2 separate regions of the Arachis hypogaea genome follow, and region 2 is linked to region 1. Evidence: chromatin contacts called from public Hi-C data. All regions are on one chromosome and are shown on one strand. The core of a region is the stretch at or near the end of the contact, and the rest is flanking DNA. Distances in the headings are between cores, read along the strand shown.

The links. Hi-C and Micro-C count contacts between places; a contact is called where the count stands out from the background.
Region 2: a contact with region 1 is called in a Hi-C map of an unstated tissue, with 4 times the contacts expected there. The contact joins the promoter of LOC112710687 here to the enhancer-like site in region 1. A contact is called at or near these places in 5 of 8 Hi-C or Micro-C datasets (leaf and an unstated tissue).

What each region holds. Positions count from the first base shown.
Region 1 is chr9:21,845,208-21,847,930 of arahy.Tifrunner.gnm2.J5K5, forward strand. It overlaps the pseudogene LOC112710684. Among protein-coding and RNA genes, the nearest start is that of LOC112710685, 12 kb to the right of the region's middle. Within about 2 kb of position 1,389, at least 2 of the 3 cell types and tissues checked have open chromatin away from gene starts, as enhancers often do.
Region 2 is chr9:21,987,955-21,990,677 of arahy.Tifrunner.gnm2.J5K5, forward strand. It overlaps LOC112710687 (probable receptor-like protein kinase At5g18500), which reads left to right and starts at 1,321. Exons shown (of 8, transcript XM_025763033.3): 1 at 1,321-1,995; 2 at 2,321-2,723. The coding sequence starts at 2,343.

The sequences.
Region 1 (2,723 bases), core at 139-2,638:
CTTTATAAATGAAAGGATGTTACTTAGATCTCTCTCATGCGATGCGCTCTTCAAATTTTCTAACAATGACAAAGGAAATGCTACAGAGAGTTTTACTTTGTTAGTTAGAACTGAATGAACTGATCTAAGAGAAGATACCAGTGAAGGTATCTGATTCTTGGTGAAGCACTCACTTCCACAAGAAAAACTGATACTTTTGATGTTTTGTTTTGGAAGTAAGTTCAGTACGTGGGAATTTAGCCATGGAACTAGTGAACAGGGTTTTGAAGTGATGAAGTTTTGAGTTAGGCTTTTATTGAGGTAGAAATCAATCGAGAAATCGGAGATTGTTGGAGAGTTCAAGATCCTATGATCTGTGACTAAGATTCGATTACGCGATTGCAGCACGTTGATTGAAAATCCCACTAAATCTCCTGCACAAACAAAATAGAAGGGTGAAACAAGAAGATCAAGAATATGAAGAACATCAATTCTCACCACAAAAATAAAGATAAACAAGTTGAATAGAATCATTACTACCACTTTTTTTCTTTCAGAATTCAACTCTACTTACCAGAACACAATGAGGTAATGAAAAATGAGAGAAACAAGAAGCACAGAGAAGTTTCCTTAGCCATTAGGAGAGTGTGTTGAAATTTCAGTGTAATTCATGCAGAGGAAGTGCTTTAAAGACATAGCAAAGCATAGAAAGAATAAAAGCCGAGAGAGGCGGGGGAGTGTTGAAGATAAAGGTGAGAGGATAGTGGGAAAAAAAGTGTCAAAAAAGAGAGAGTCCGAGTTGTAATGATAAAAAGAAAAAAGATGTGTTTGATTTTGCTTTATGACTAAGGATTGGGTTGGAAAGGATAAAAAATCTAATGTTAATTGTTATTGTGTATGATAGACAGTATAGAGAATCAACCATGCTTTTTTGCTTTTTGGGTTCTATATCTTTGCCAAAGGTCCCTTTGATTCATGTGCATGGCAAAATAATGGGACGCTCATTACACATGGCCTCAAGTTTGATTGCACATGTATTTATGTGGTGTTGTTGCTTTAGTAAGCAGAGAAATTAAAAGGGGTTTTGAGAAGGAGAAATTACCGATGAATGGCCGTCTCATGCACACCTTTTTTTTATTATTGTTATTATTATAAATATGTTCCTTCTTTTTTCTTTGTTTTCTCTAGGTCTTCTTATTCTTCTACTTGGAATGTGACTTAGAGAGTGAGTGTGGAGGTTTTCTTTGTATTTTTTCATTGCAATGTTATGGGTAAATTGAGAAAGGGTCTATTAAGCTGAGTAGGACAAAAAAGTATATTTTGGTTCAGTTTGTGCTCCTATAGCAATGAGGTAAGCTGATACCTGACTCTTTTCCTTTCTTTTTTAATACTTAATTTAATTACGCAAAGATGAGGAGGCTTTATAAACGTAAAATATTTAGATATAGACAACATGGGTGAGACAAGTCACATGGAAAACAGTAGTCTTATTCGGCAGGGCATTCTTTCCCTTTTCAAATTTCAACTCAATCAAAATTCAAAAGTAATATCCGACTTGGTTTCCAGCCGAAAGCATGTTTGAATTAGTATAGGGAGAAACAGTTAACTGTGTATGTGGCACTGTGGCTGCACAGTCACAACTGATAAGGCTGATGCATTGTATATGCAAAAAGGATTACTTCTTAATTCTAATAACTTGATTTATTTTTCAGTTAAAAATTCTTAAGTGCAACTAAGTTCACATGCTTGATGCTTTTGTGCATATATTCTTCAGATTATTTTTCATTTTGGTCTGATGTAGAATGTTCTTCTTCTCTATTTTCTATTTTTTTTTTCATTTTTTGGGTTTTTTTGGTCAGCCCAATCCTAGGTACCACAGATTTTCTTTGGGTTATAAAGGGATAGAGCTACCGCATTGAAGTCTTATATTGGTTCAGATCCGTTTGTATTGAATTGCTATTTTGTTGGCCTTATATAAGTTCAATTTCGACATAAAAAGGCGTTGCGAAAAATGACAAAAAAAAAGCATTAAAAGCAAATTTGAGAATAATTTTTTTTCTTTTAAACAGTCTTGCTCTCTTAGTTAGGGGTGTTTGTTAGAGTATCAACTAAGTTAGTGAATGTATTTTCTATTCTATTATGATTAGTTAGAGGGTAGAGGAGTCTTTCTAACATAATTAGGGCTGACTTTTGCATATATATAACTTTACTCTTTAGAAAACAGAGTGTGATATCATTTTCTAATATTCAATTTATCAAGTTCACTTTCTTCTCTTTTTTTTGGACTATTTATCTACACTATCTTGTTATGCTACCTATTCAATCTTGCTACTCAATATTTTATTATGGTATCAAGAGCTTATATTCTTAATTTTTTTTCGTTTCATCATGGAAATCGAACTCAATGATTCAACCACCAAAAAATCCCTCACTGTTATAGCTGATATTTGAATGAAGACAACTATTTAACTTGGAGGTATCTCAGATTACTCACCATCCAAAGTCTCGATTTGGAAGATCACTTAAACCCAGCGAAGATTCCTCCTCAATTTGTTACAGATGTGGCAAAGAAAATCGCTACCGAATGGGAGGACTTTAAGAAATGGCATTTTCCAGACCTAACCGTCACTACTTAGATCGTGGCATCTATGACCACTAACTTCAAAAGTAAGGTCATACATCTCACCAGATTTCATCTGTTTTGGAAAAAGATTGATGATTACTTCACTGCTGCATCCTCAGCA
Region 2 (2,723 bases), core at 71-2,570, 140 kb after region 1:
ACACTAAATTTCCGCCTCGTCATCTAGCGATTAATCGTATTCCCTTCAGATCTGATCTAAGGTCCAATCCTACATCCTCTCCCGCTGCGACAACTTCGAGTCACTCTTTTTTCTCGCCAATAGCGCCATTTTTCAGTCCCAACTTTTCTCCGACAACCACGTCGGAGTCCTCAAGCTCATCTCCGACTAGATGGTTGATGCCGAGGTGCGCGAGGTTGTGGCAGAGATTAGGAGAAGAAGGAGCTGTTAAAGGTTTGTGAGGATAGTTCTTGTGGCGAATGAGATGTTGGAGAGTGTTAGGGAAGTATTGAAGAATGGACGGTTTGGCTTCACTGCTAAAAGGTTGAAGGAGTTGAAGATGGCACTTAACATAATAGAAAATGTTTAGCTCTAATTAATTTAATCTTACATATTCTTAATTTTTTGATATAAACCCACATATATTTCTGATATAACAATAATAACCATCAAGAAAATAATATTTTTCAAACAACTCACTAACACAAAAGCTGCAAAAAGATATTAAATAACCAATTACATCAAACTACATTTAGGATAATCTTCACCATTGAACTAAAAAAAAATATAAAAGATCTAATGGCTTTCTATTGAAAACGCTCACCAATAAGCCAAATAAGTTTTTGGCGTTTCGGTGTCCAAAAGAGGACGGTATACCGAATCCGTGCCCCTCCTTTTTATCGACATCTTACTTTGAAGAGCTGATGTCTTTTAGTTTGTTTTTCCTTAGACTTTAAGCTCATTGTTAATAATAATAATAAAAAAAGCTCACTACTCTATTTAAGCAAATATTGAGAATTCAAATCATACCTTGTAATTTATTAACTTAAATAAAATTCAAACTCTCGACGAATTAATTTTTGTTCTGTCAAGTTTGGAAATATCATGGAAAATTAATAATAATAATAATAATAATAATAATAATAATAATAATAATAATAATAATAATAATAATAATAAATAAGTAAATAAATAAATAAATAATGCCTTATTACAATTTTCTTTAAATAATTCTCACGCATTATTATTCCTATTTTAGAAGTGAATGATGATATATTAATTAACGTGCAAGTATAATATAAACAGAAAAAATCACAAAAACAAAACTAACGAAATTTTAAGCAAGACATGTTCAAAAACCTAATTATCAATTTTATTATTATTTTTTTAAGTTAAAAATTTATAAGTCCAACTCAAAAAAAAAAAAAAAAGCACTGAAGCACTCTAAAACAAAAGTGCGTTGGATAAGAATGACGGGGCAATATTCGGCGTATAATAATGTGCAATAAATTTTAATTTGTTGGGTTCGAGTAATGAGTAACGTAAGGACCCTGTTCCGAACTTATGACTTATGAGGCACTCGTTAAGGTATCGGACAACAAGAGTGTAACTAATATTACAAAGCTAACCATCAATCAAATCCAAAAATAAATAAAAAGGGTGCAAAAAAATAAATAATTGGCAATAATCATCAGTCATGTTCCTGACAGACAGCTGAGGAATATCCCAATAGCAACTAGCAGATGCAGATGCAGAGTTTGCAAACCATTTCTTCATTTCTTTGCAAGTTTTGCATTTGCATGATTCTCTCTTTCTTTCTTTAACTGCATTGGAGAAAATTTTGAGAAAATTCCAATGCATCTATTGTATTTGCTTAAGCTCAAAACCTACCACTGACTTCTTCTACTTCACATCCCTTTTCTTCTACTTCTTCTCAATTCTCATCCACCACCGCTGAAAGTTCAGATTTACACTCACATTTGCCATACCCAGGAAGCATTCGCTGTTTTCCATATAAAAAGTTTACTTTTTTGAGAACTGGGTAGATTTGGGTTCTTTGTTGTGTGTTACCCATAGTCAAAGATCTGAGATTTTTGGGTTTGGTCTCTTTGTGTAAAAGGGGTGACTCATGTTAAGGGGTTTCAGAGATCTGAGATTTGTGGTTTTGACCTTGTGAATCTGAGTCCGTACAGATAGGTAAGAGTTAGAAAGACTATGTTTGAATGCTTGTATTACTTAGAATGTTTATGCTTATGTAATAATATCTAGTAACACAAGTTGGTTTATGATGTAAGTGCTGAATATTCTGTTTCCTTTTTTAGCCTAATTGTGTTGTTGTAACGCATTATGATGCTTGCTCACATTGCTTTTTAGTTAAATGGTATCCATCAATTAAGATTCCAGGGGTCTGATATATGCATGATGTTACCTATTACTAAACGAAAAAAATTGAAAGCTGATGCGATTTGTTTAATGTTTCTTTCTTATCCAAATTTTGTTTGTTTTGTTACATATATTGTAGGCATCAAGGCTTTTTCTAAGACATGGGTTCTGATCTGAAAGTTGAATTGTCCAAGAAAACTCCAATTTTTGGTATTAAGGTTTGGGAAGTAATTGGAATTGCGGTTGGATTATTCATTATAGTGATCCTTTGTGTGCTCTCATTTTGCCTTAGTTCAAGGAAGAAGTCTAAAAAGGATAGAGATAACAAGGTTCCTGTTAGTCAAATACCTACAGTGTCGAAGGAAATCAAGGAGGTGAGGGTTGAGCAAGTGCCGGCGAATGGATTTGTCCCGCGAGATGGAATACTCCTCACAATTCATGATAAGTCCAGTGACAGAGAATCAGACAAAGTTATGGTTCACTTGGGTGTGGGGAAAATGAAGCATGGGGATAGTGGCAGCCACTCAGATTCATTTCATCAC